3 separate regions of the Sus scrofa genome follow, and all the other regions are linked to region 2. The links are chromatin contacts, called in public HiChIP or PLAC-seq maps. All regions are on one chromosome and are shown on one strand. The core of a region is the stretch at or near the end of the contact, and the rest is flanking DNA. Distances in the headings are between cores, read along the strand shown. Region 1 holds the start of TRPM5 (transient receptor potential cation channel subfamily M member 5). Region 2 holds the start of PHLDA2 (pleckstrin homology like domain family A member 2). Region 3 holds the start of TSSC4 (a long non-coding RNA gene).

Region 1 (3,025 bases), core at 61-2,560, 390 kb after region 2:
GGGTGGGGGGAGAAGGCGTCTAGGAGCCGAGGTAGCGGGCAGGACTGGGAGAGAGGGCAGGGCGGGCAAGGGCCATCTTCCCCCCGCACCCCGGCTTCGAGGGCTCTGCACACCCTCCCGTGGGCAGTGGGGCCAGGCCAGCGGGGGGCTTTGAGCCAGGCTGGTCTTGCGGAGTTGGGTGTGGTCCAGTGCCACGGCCTTGCCAGGGCTGGGTCTGATCCTCTGCCCAGGACCCCAAAGCCCTTCTCCCTAGATCCCAGGCCCTGACAGCTTGTGGGGTCCCTGCCCTGGTCTGGAATCCAGTATTTCCTGAGGGATCCCCAGACAGCCCCTCTTCCCCCCCCCGCCCCGGGCTCCAGGCCAAGCTGCAGGACGTGGCCAGCCGGGGCCGAGGGCCTCCTGTCCAGGAGCGAAGCAGCCTCCACCGGCCAGACCGCCTCCGCCAGCCAGACTCAACCTGTGGTCCTGGGGCGCCCTCTGGTGGCCAATGGGCCAGAGTGGTGAGGCTGCCGGGGTCCCAGAGCACAGGGCCTAGTGGGGTCCCCCACCCCTCCCGAGCTCAGAGGATGAGGGGGCCTGGGGTCTCTGGTGAAGGGACATGAAAAGTGTCCCCCAGGCTCTGATCTCCTTTTGTGTCACCCAAAAGTTCTCAAGACTTGAGCTACCTAGATCCCCATTTTTGTGGAGAAACTGAGGCCCAGAGTTGAGCCCGAGGGCTTTGAGGCCCGTGAGTCAGGACCGCGGGACTCCGGGACACCCCAAGCCCTGCTGCCTGGCCTGCCCCTAGTTGAAGGGACAGTGTCCATGCAGTGCCTGGGGTGCTGGCAGCCTGACGGCTAGCCAGCGGTGCCCGCTCTAGGGCAGCACACCCGGGGGTGCAGGGGGTGACAACCCAGCCTCACGGGACCCCAGAGTAGAGGGGCGGTCCCTGCCCATGGGTCCTCCACAGGGCAGCTGGCCACACACCCTGGGCTCAGCCATTCCCAGTTGCTGGAGAGATAAACGTGGGAAGTGAGACACGGGTGTGACACAGGCTCCCCCAGGCGTAGTCCATGGAGGTGGTGACGGCCACCCCCATACGGGGCTGCCTCGTGGCAGCAGGTGGCTGGTGGCATCCAAGGAGCCACTGGGTCCCTCAGGCCAGAGGAAGGCTGGCTTTGGCCAGCAGGTCTGTGGGCCCCAGTAAACCGAGATCGGATGGTGCCCAGCCCGGGTCTTGGCATTGGCCGCCCAGGCACCGGGCGTGGTGGGTGGGGCGGGGAGGGGCGGGCGAGCTGGCTTGCGGGCACCGTGCTCTGGGCACCTCCATCCCGCTCCTTGGCCAGCAGCCGCATGTCCGGGCCCCGGGGAGAAAGAGGGCAGGTAGGAGCCCCGAGATGCCGGCCCCCAGGTGGAGCGAGAGCAGGGGGGCCCCTCTTCCAGGGCCATGTCCTGCTCCCCACCCCGCCACCTCGGTTTCTCAGGTTTCTTGCTTGCGGGGAGGGTTCTGGGCAGGAGGGGAGGCCCCGTGGCCCTGGGGGCCAGACCCAAGGACCCGGGGCACAGGTGCAGGGCTTACACGCATGAGCGTCTGTGCCCCCTCCCAAACCATGCCCTCCACCCTCAGCCCAGGGAGACGCGTGTCCCCACTGTGGGCAGAGGGCTGCCGCGCTGACTGCTGGCCTGCTGGCCTGGGGCCCTCGGGAGCATCCTTCTCCTCACCGCATCCACTGCATCTTGGGGGGGCGGGGTGGGCCCAAGAGGCTGAGGGCCTTGTCTGGGTGACACAGCCCGAGAGGGACTGGGCTGGGACTCCCGGGGCCTGCCTGCCCAGCTCTGCCCACACTGGGGCCATCTTCCTGGTGGCCTCTGACAAGGGGTGGCCATCTGCCCCTTGGCAAGCGCCCTGGTGCCTCTGCTGCTGGGGTGGGAGATCTGGCCTCTGTTCTCCCTGTCAGAGTTGGGGGGGGACTCCGGCGGGGGTACTAGGACCCCCGCAGCCCAGACTCCCCCACCCCCTCCAGGAACATGGTGTTAAAGCCCCGGACACCTGCTCATGCAAATCCACTGTTTGCATGTCCTTCCCACTTGGTGGCTCCATTTGCCTGGTGTCTGGCACGGTGCCACCCCGGGGCTCAGCCCAAATGGCCCCTCGGTCCCCCTGGGTGGGGAGCCAGGAGCCAGGCCCAGGCCTCTGGGGCGTGGGTGAGGGTGCTGGTCGTGGCCCTGGGAAGGCCCTGCTCAGGACAGCCCCCTCCCCTCCACCCCAGTGAGGAAAGGGCGGGGGGCTGGACAGGATCAGCCGCACCCCAGCACCTTCGCCCCGAGGCAGGGGCCGCTCTGTCCTCTCCAGAGCCCACACGCCCTGGGCGGGGGCACATCCAGCTGTGGGGAGGGCTGGCCTGCCCTGGCGGGAGTGAGGCCGTTGATCGGCTCCCCTCTGCCCCGCCCTCCCAGCCTGATGCCAGCACACCCCACTTGGCTGCCTCACTTTGGGGTCAAAGAGTGTCCCCTGAATTCGTATCCACCCAGAATCTCAGGATGTGACCTTATTTGGACACAGGGTCTTTGCAGCTACAACGAGTTAAGATGAGGTCGTGGTGGAGCGGGGTGAGGCCCTGATCCAAGGGCTGGCATCCTTATAAGGAGAGGGACACTGGGACAGGGGATGTGACCATGGAGGCAGAGATGGAAGGACACAGCCACAAGTCCAGGGCCACCTGGCACCACCCCCTCCACCAGCTGGTAGAGGCAGGAGGGCCCCCCTGCTCCCCGGAGCTCAGGAGGGAGTGCGGCCCTGGGCAGGTTGATCTGGGGTTTCTGGACTCCAGGACCGAGAGGGGAGTTAATTCCTGCCGTTGGGAGAGGCTGGTGGTGTGTGATGTGGTCACGGTCACCAGCCCCAGGGGCGGCATCGAGGGCTGGGTGAGGGCTTGCTGGTGCCACACCCAGACCAGGTCACAGCCGCAACCCACTCCCCCCCACCGTCCCCCCCACCAGCAGCAACTGATCTCAGCAGCAGCCCAGCCCCAGCCCCGGGGTGAGG
Region 2 (2,760 bases), core at 26-2,525:
TTACCTGAGCCCGTGGGCCCCTTATTCCTCATTGTGTCCCTGGAGGACCAGGGTTGGACACAGCAGGGGCAGGTGGGGCAGGACTGGATCCAGGGCCAGCTTCATGGGCCACGCCAGCAGCTCTACACTGATTTTGTGCCCTCACCGTCTAGAAAAGTTTACCAAGGTACCTGTGCTTCCATCCCCCCCGCCCCCCACTGCCGGGTGGGGAGCCCTCCCGGCTGGCTGTGCTCTGCAGCAGCTGCTCTGGTCAGAGGGTAGGGGCATGGCTTGGAGCGGCTGGGGCCCCCACACATGCCCTCTGCCAGCTCCACCCCCACCCCTGGGAACCCAGGAGGAGCCAGCGATCACTTCCTGCTCCTATTAAACCCTTTAAAGGAAGAGGGCAAATAAAAAACCTTGTCAGGCTGGCAGGCCGTGACTCAGCCGCCCCCGCCCCTGCCCAGGCCCAGGCCGACAGCACCCCCTCCAGCGGGACTCCAGCTGGGGGACTGGAGCGGCCTCCCCCTCCCCTCCCATCTACTGAACGCTGTGGGGAGCTGTTCTACCACTTTCTGTGGGTTACCTAATCTGACAAGTGTCGCCGTCCCCGTTTTATAAAAGAGCAAACCGAAGCTCACACCACCTGCTCTCCTGGTTGGCCGGCTCCCAGGGAAGAGGGGAGATCCTTCCAGGGGTAGCTGGCGGGTGTCAAGGTGGGAGAGAAGGCCGCCTGGGGCAGGGGCCCCGGAGGGTCCCCTTGGGAAGAGCCGAGAGGACGGCTTCTTCCCCACGAACACCCAGATCAGAGCGGCAGGGCTGGGGCACTGGCGGGTGGTGGTCTGGGCCCCGCTGACTCCCCGCCCCGGGCCGGCCCCGGCCGCGGGCGCTTCCCGGTGCTCCGGGGCAGTGAGTCACCGCGGGCAGGGCCGGCCGCAGCGCATTCCTCCGTGGGGCCGGCGTCCGGGGCGGGGTGGGGACCATGAGTCGCTCCACGGGGCTGGGGGGCTGGGGCGCCGGGGGAGAGGGGGAGGGGGCCGCGGGCTGCACACAAGGGGGAGGGGGTGACCTCGGGGCGGGGGGGGCGGTCCCCGGCGAGGATGCGGAGCGCAACCCGGGGGTGGCCAGCCTGGAGGGACCCGGGCGGGTTGGGCCCGGGAGTGGGGCGCGGGCGGAAGGGCCGGGGGCGTGGCCGAGAGGGGCGTGCCCTGGAGGGGCGGGGCGGAGCGCGCGGGGCGGGGCCGCTATAAAGGCTGCGTCCCGGCGGCAGGAGCGCACTGCCCGCGCCGCCACCCTCCGAGCGCTCGCGACCGCGCCCGCAGCACCGGCCGACATGAAGACCCCCGGCGAGGTGCTGCGCGAGGGCGAGCTGGAGAAGCGCAGCGACAGCCTGTTCCAGCTGTGGAAGAAGAAGCGCGGCGTGCTCACCCCCGACCGCCTGAGCCTTTTCCCCACCGGCGCCGGCGCGCGCCCCAAGGAGCTGCGCTTCCACTCCATCCTCAAGGTGGACTGCGTGGAGCGCACGGGCAAGTACGTCTACTTCACCATCGTCACCACCGACCGCAAGGAGATCGACTTCCGCTGCGCGGGCGAGAGCTGCTGGAACGCGGCCATCACGCTGGCGCTCATCGACTTCCAGAACCGCCGCGCCCTGCAGGACTTCCGCAGCCGCCAGGAGCGCGCCGCGCCGGCCGCGCAGCCCGAGGCCGCGACGGCCCGCGCGCCCTGAGCGCCGCCGCGGTGAGTGCCGGCCGCCCGGGTCCTAGGGGAGGAGCGATTTCGACCTCGGGCGGCGAGGGAGGTCCTGCCCGGCCTGGGGGGCACCGCGGACAGGGCCAGGGGTGCTCTGCCCTCGCGGCGCGGCTGGGGCGCGCGGCAGGAGCCGTCGCTTAGCCCTTTCCGTGTCGGGGCCTCGAGGGACCCACAGGCTGACCCCGGCCCGGGCTTGGGCACAGCTCCCTGACCCTCACTCTCTCCACAGGAACCACACACTGGACGAGTCGGGCCGGACGCGAGCTGCGCCGGCAGGAGCCCGGGGGATTCCTGGGGCCGCGAGCCCGGGCGGGAGGCCAGCCGCTGACCACGGCGAGGACAAAGGCAGAGAAGGACCCTCCCGTGCGGAACCGCAGAGCCTCACCCCCGCTGTGCGGGCGCATTAAATTATTGGACTATCTATGTATTTATTTTGATGGTATTTGTGGTAAAACCATCTGTCTTAATATATATATATATATATTTTTCACCAATATGTCCATTCCAAATAAACTCCTTGACCAGTTCTCTTTTCTACCAGCTGGCGGTGGCGCAGTGAGCTTCCTGGGGAGGGGAGTGTCGGTGGTCCCTTCATTCCATGTTTCGGGGTGGGGGGAGTGGCCGCCACAGGCCTCGGAAGGGCGAGGAAAAGCGCTTTGAATGAACACTGTCATCCGCTGGACCCTGGCCACACCCTCCTTGCCAAGCAGCCTCTCCCCAGCGCAGTGCCCTGGGGTTGGCACTGGCTGACTTCCGCTCCGGGTGTGGAACGGCAGGACAGCGCACGGCTGCTCTGGGCAGTCGCTCACGGTCGGTGGGCTCCCCCCATCTGAGCTGCCCCGGCACTAGGTGGGGTGCCGGATGCCAGCTGTCCCTTCCTGCCCACCTGCCCGGCCACCTGCCCAGCCCCCTGAAAGGAAGCCCTCAGGCCTCTGGCTGCCCGCCCGCTGGGCTCCTCTTAAACTCCCCCCCATGCCTTGGCTGGACCAGCTGCCAGGCCTTGCTGGCCGGTGCCTGAAGTGTGAGGCC
Region 3 (2,700 bases), core at 162-2,661, 420 kb after region 2:
CAGCTGGAAGGTGCCATGGGAGTGCTGCAGGGGTCTGCCGCCAAGTCCCTGGCATCTGAGCGTCAAGCTGTCAGGAAGCTGGAAGGTTGGTGATGACCTGGAGTGGCCTAGCTCGGCAGAGGCCAGCCCCTGCAGCCCCGGGAGCCCCCTCCTGTGCCACTTCTGTACTCCTGCACACCTCTCATGTTCCCAACCGAGCAGAAAAGTGCCGCCAACACCTGTTTAGTAGTCGAGGGTCACCCAACACCTTGAAGCTTGTTTCCAGGCTGCGAGAGCAGCCCATCCTCACCCTCTGCCATCCATCCACTAAGCCCCTCTCCCCACCCAAGCCCCCCTCACCCAGGGTGACCCGCTGCTCCTTCACCCACCGAGGACCAGGCCAGGCCGGCAAGGAGGGGCTCTGAGCACCCGGTACCAGATCAAACACAGGCGAGACCTCCATTCCTCCGGGCCATGCATGACTCCCGGGGTGAAGAAACTGCTCCAGGAGAGCAAGGGTACACGAAGCAAACGCCAATGGTGTCCGCTTTAGATCTGGGGGAACCAGAGCGGAGAGGTAACGGGCCCGCGAGGCAGTACACTGCAGGCAAAGCCGGAGTTGCAACCAGACTCCAACCTCCTAAACGTGCACTCCTGTCCCGGGGAGTCGCGGGGACCCCGTGGTCAGTGGGGCACGCCGGGGCGGGGGGCGGGCGCCCTCGGAACGCGGGGGCTGCTGCTTGGAGTTCTCGGACAACTTCCTGAGCTCCACGGAGGGCAGAGCTGAGTCCAGGCTGGCCTGGGTGCTCGGAGGGGCTTTCTCAGGGCCGGGGTCTGGGCAGGTCGGTCCCTGGGCGCAGGCCCCCTGGCGTCCGGGCGGTCCTCCCTCCCCTCGGAAGCAGAGCCTTGACTTCGCTCCACGTGCCCAGGGACCTCTCCGAATCGGGGGCCTGACTCCTAGGGCCAAGTCGGGGGGGTGGGCCAGCGTCTCGCGGGTCTCCCTGCTCGGGGCAGCAGCCTGCGGACTGCGGCGCCGCGAGGCCCGGCCGGCCGGCAACGCTCTTCTCGCCGCCACAAACCTACCGGTTCATCGCGGCCCCGCTGCCTCCATCTTTGCGTGGCGCTCGGCCCTCTGGGAAACGGAGTCCTCCGCCGGCCGAGCGCCGCGGCTTCCGCGCCGAAAGAACTACATCTCCCACAAGGCACTGGGACGCTTGGCCCGAAGCCGCTCGGGAACGTCGTCTTTGCGTCGCTCTCCCTAGCCTTCCCTCCCGGAAACGGCGGCGAAGAAACCGGAATTGACTGAGGGAAGGAGGGAGGCGGGCGGCAAGACGGGGACTCCCAGGATGCTCGAGGGCTGACGGCCAGCGCCGCGTTCATGGGGCCGCAGCGCCGCCTAGCGGAAGCCGCGAGCACCGGAAGTGCGTCGACGCGCCTGGCGCCTTTCACGGCGGCTTCCGGTCCTGAGCTGGAGCCGCGGGCCGGGCAGTAGTAGGTCCCAGGAGTCGGTGTCGGGCTGTGCCCGTGGCGGAGCGGGCCCGCCACTGATGGCCTGACTGGTCACTTCTACCCCGGAGCGGAGGGCCGGTCCCAGTCCCCGCAAGCCGGGCCGCACGTACCTCGGCAGTGCGCCCAGGCGATGGATGCCCTGTCCCCACCGGCGTCTCCCCCGCCTTGCCTGCCGGGCTGCACCCCCGCTGTCCAGGGCTCAGGCCATGCTGTGGCCCAGGGATTCTGCAGCATCGGGTCACCTCATCCTTAAGACAGCCCCCAACTTAGGGCCTCACCCGGAATGCAGGGTCCAGTCCGCCCCAGGAACTAAGTCACATCGCAGCTTGCAGAGGTGACAGTGGTGACAGCCTCGGCCAGGGTGTCCGCAGGGCCTCGCAGCACAGCGATAAGTGAAAAGGAGAGGGCCTCTTCCAACCCACTACCCCAGTGGGGACTGTGGAGGGACAGGGCTGCACTGCAGCCCCCAAGGAGCCCCAGGTGGCCTCAAGAGGTCGGGACCAGCAGGCAGCTCATGGTGACATCACCCAGCATTCCCAGTGCGGGCAGTGCCCTACCCAAGAGGTGGCCGGGACGCGGTCCAGTGGTGGGCCAGTGGGCTCCCCCACCAGCCCTGCAAGATGGGGCCACCGAGCTCCTCACAAGCAACCAGTCAGAGGAGAGGCCCTCAGGAGGGAGCAGTCTGGCAGGGCTACCCCACCAGCCCGCGGCACCCCCGCTGGGCAGCGCTGCCCGAGGAATGGCGGTGGGAGTGAGGGAGGAGTGGAGGCGGCTGCAGGCCACACAAGGCCCAACAGAGGGGCGTGCCCGCCACGGAGTCTCCCCGCAGCCCCATCCACACCCACCAACAGGGTTGGCAGCACACCCCCGGCCCAGCCGTGTCTGAAGAGCCTGAGCGCCACCCCGGGGCCCGTCTCAAACGTCGCGGGCATAGGAAGGAGCCGGACAGTTGGTTAGCATGCCTGTTTCTTCTTTCTTTATTGAATGACTTTGAGGATGTAATTACAGTCGAAAGTGACGCGTTAGAAAGGAGAGGTGCATCAGAGGCGTAAGGCTGCTCGGAGACCCGGCTCTCAGGACAGGCGGCCGGAAAGAAACAAGGATTAAAAAGGGCTGGGCGAGCGCGCAGCCCACGGGGTCGGCTGGGTGGGAGGACGCAGCTGGGCCGTAGGGCCCTCGTGGCCCCCGGGAGAGGCCTGGCTGAGCAGGCAG

What was found. HiChIP or PLAC-seq counts read pairs in DNA pulled down with a chosen protein or histone mark.
Region 1: an H3K27ac HiChIP or PLAC-seq map of alveolar macrophages shows a contact between it and region 2. The contact joins the promoter of TRPM5 here to the promoter of PHLDA2 in region 2. A contact is called at or near these places in 1 of 47 Hi-C or Micro-C datasets (epiblast stem cells) and 1 of 2 datasets of contacts at active chromatin or transcription factors (alveolar macrophages).
Region 3: a contact with region 2 is called in an H3K27ac HiChIP or PLAC-seq map of alveolar macrophages. The contact joins the promoter of TSSC4 here to the promoter of PHLDA2 in region 2. A contact is called at or near these places in 1 of 5 promoter capture datasets (fetal liver) and 1 of 2 datasets of contacts at active chromatin or transcription factors (alveolar macrophages).

The regions. Positions count from the first base shown.
Region 1 is chr2:1,663,220-1,666,244 of Sscrofa11.1, reverse strand. TRPM5 (transient receptor potential cation channel subfamily M member 5) reads left to right here and starts at 1,310. Exons shown (of 25, transcript XM_021082618.1): 1 at 1,310-1,362. The coding sequence starts at 1,333.
Region 2 is chr2:2,057,190-2,059,949 of Sscrofa11.1, reverse strand. PHLDA2 (pleckstrin homology like domain family A member 2) reads left to right here and starts at 1,275. Exons shown (of 2, transcript NM_001174057.1): 1 at 1,275-1,719; 2 at 1,961-2,271. The coding sequence starts at 1,313. The coding sequence ends at 1,708.
Region 3 is chr2:1,641,404-1,644,103 of Sscrofa11.1, reverse strand. It overlaps TSSC4 (a long non-coding RNA gene), which reads right to left and starts at 1,411. Exons shown (of 4, transcript XR_002341392.1): 1 at 1,063-1,411; 2 at 369-534. It also overlaps a transcript of CD81 not described here.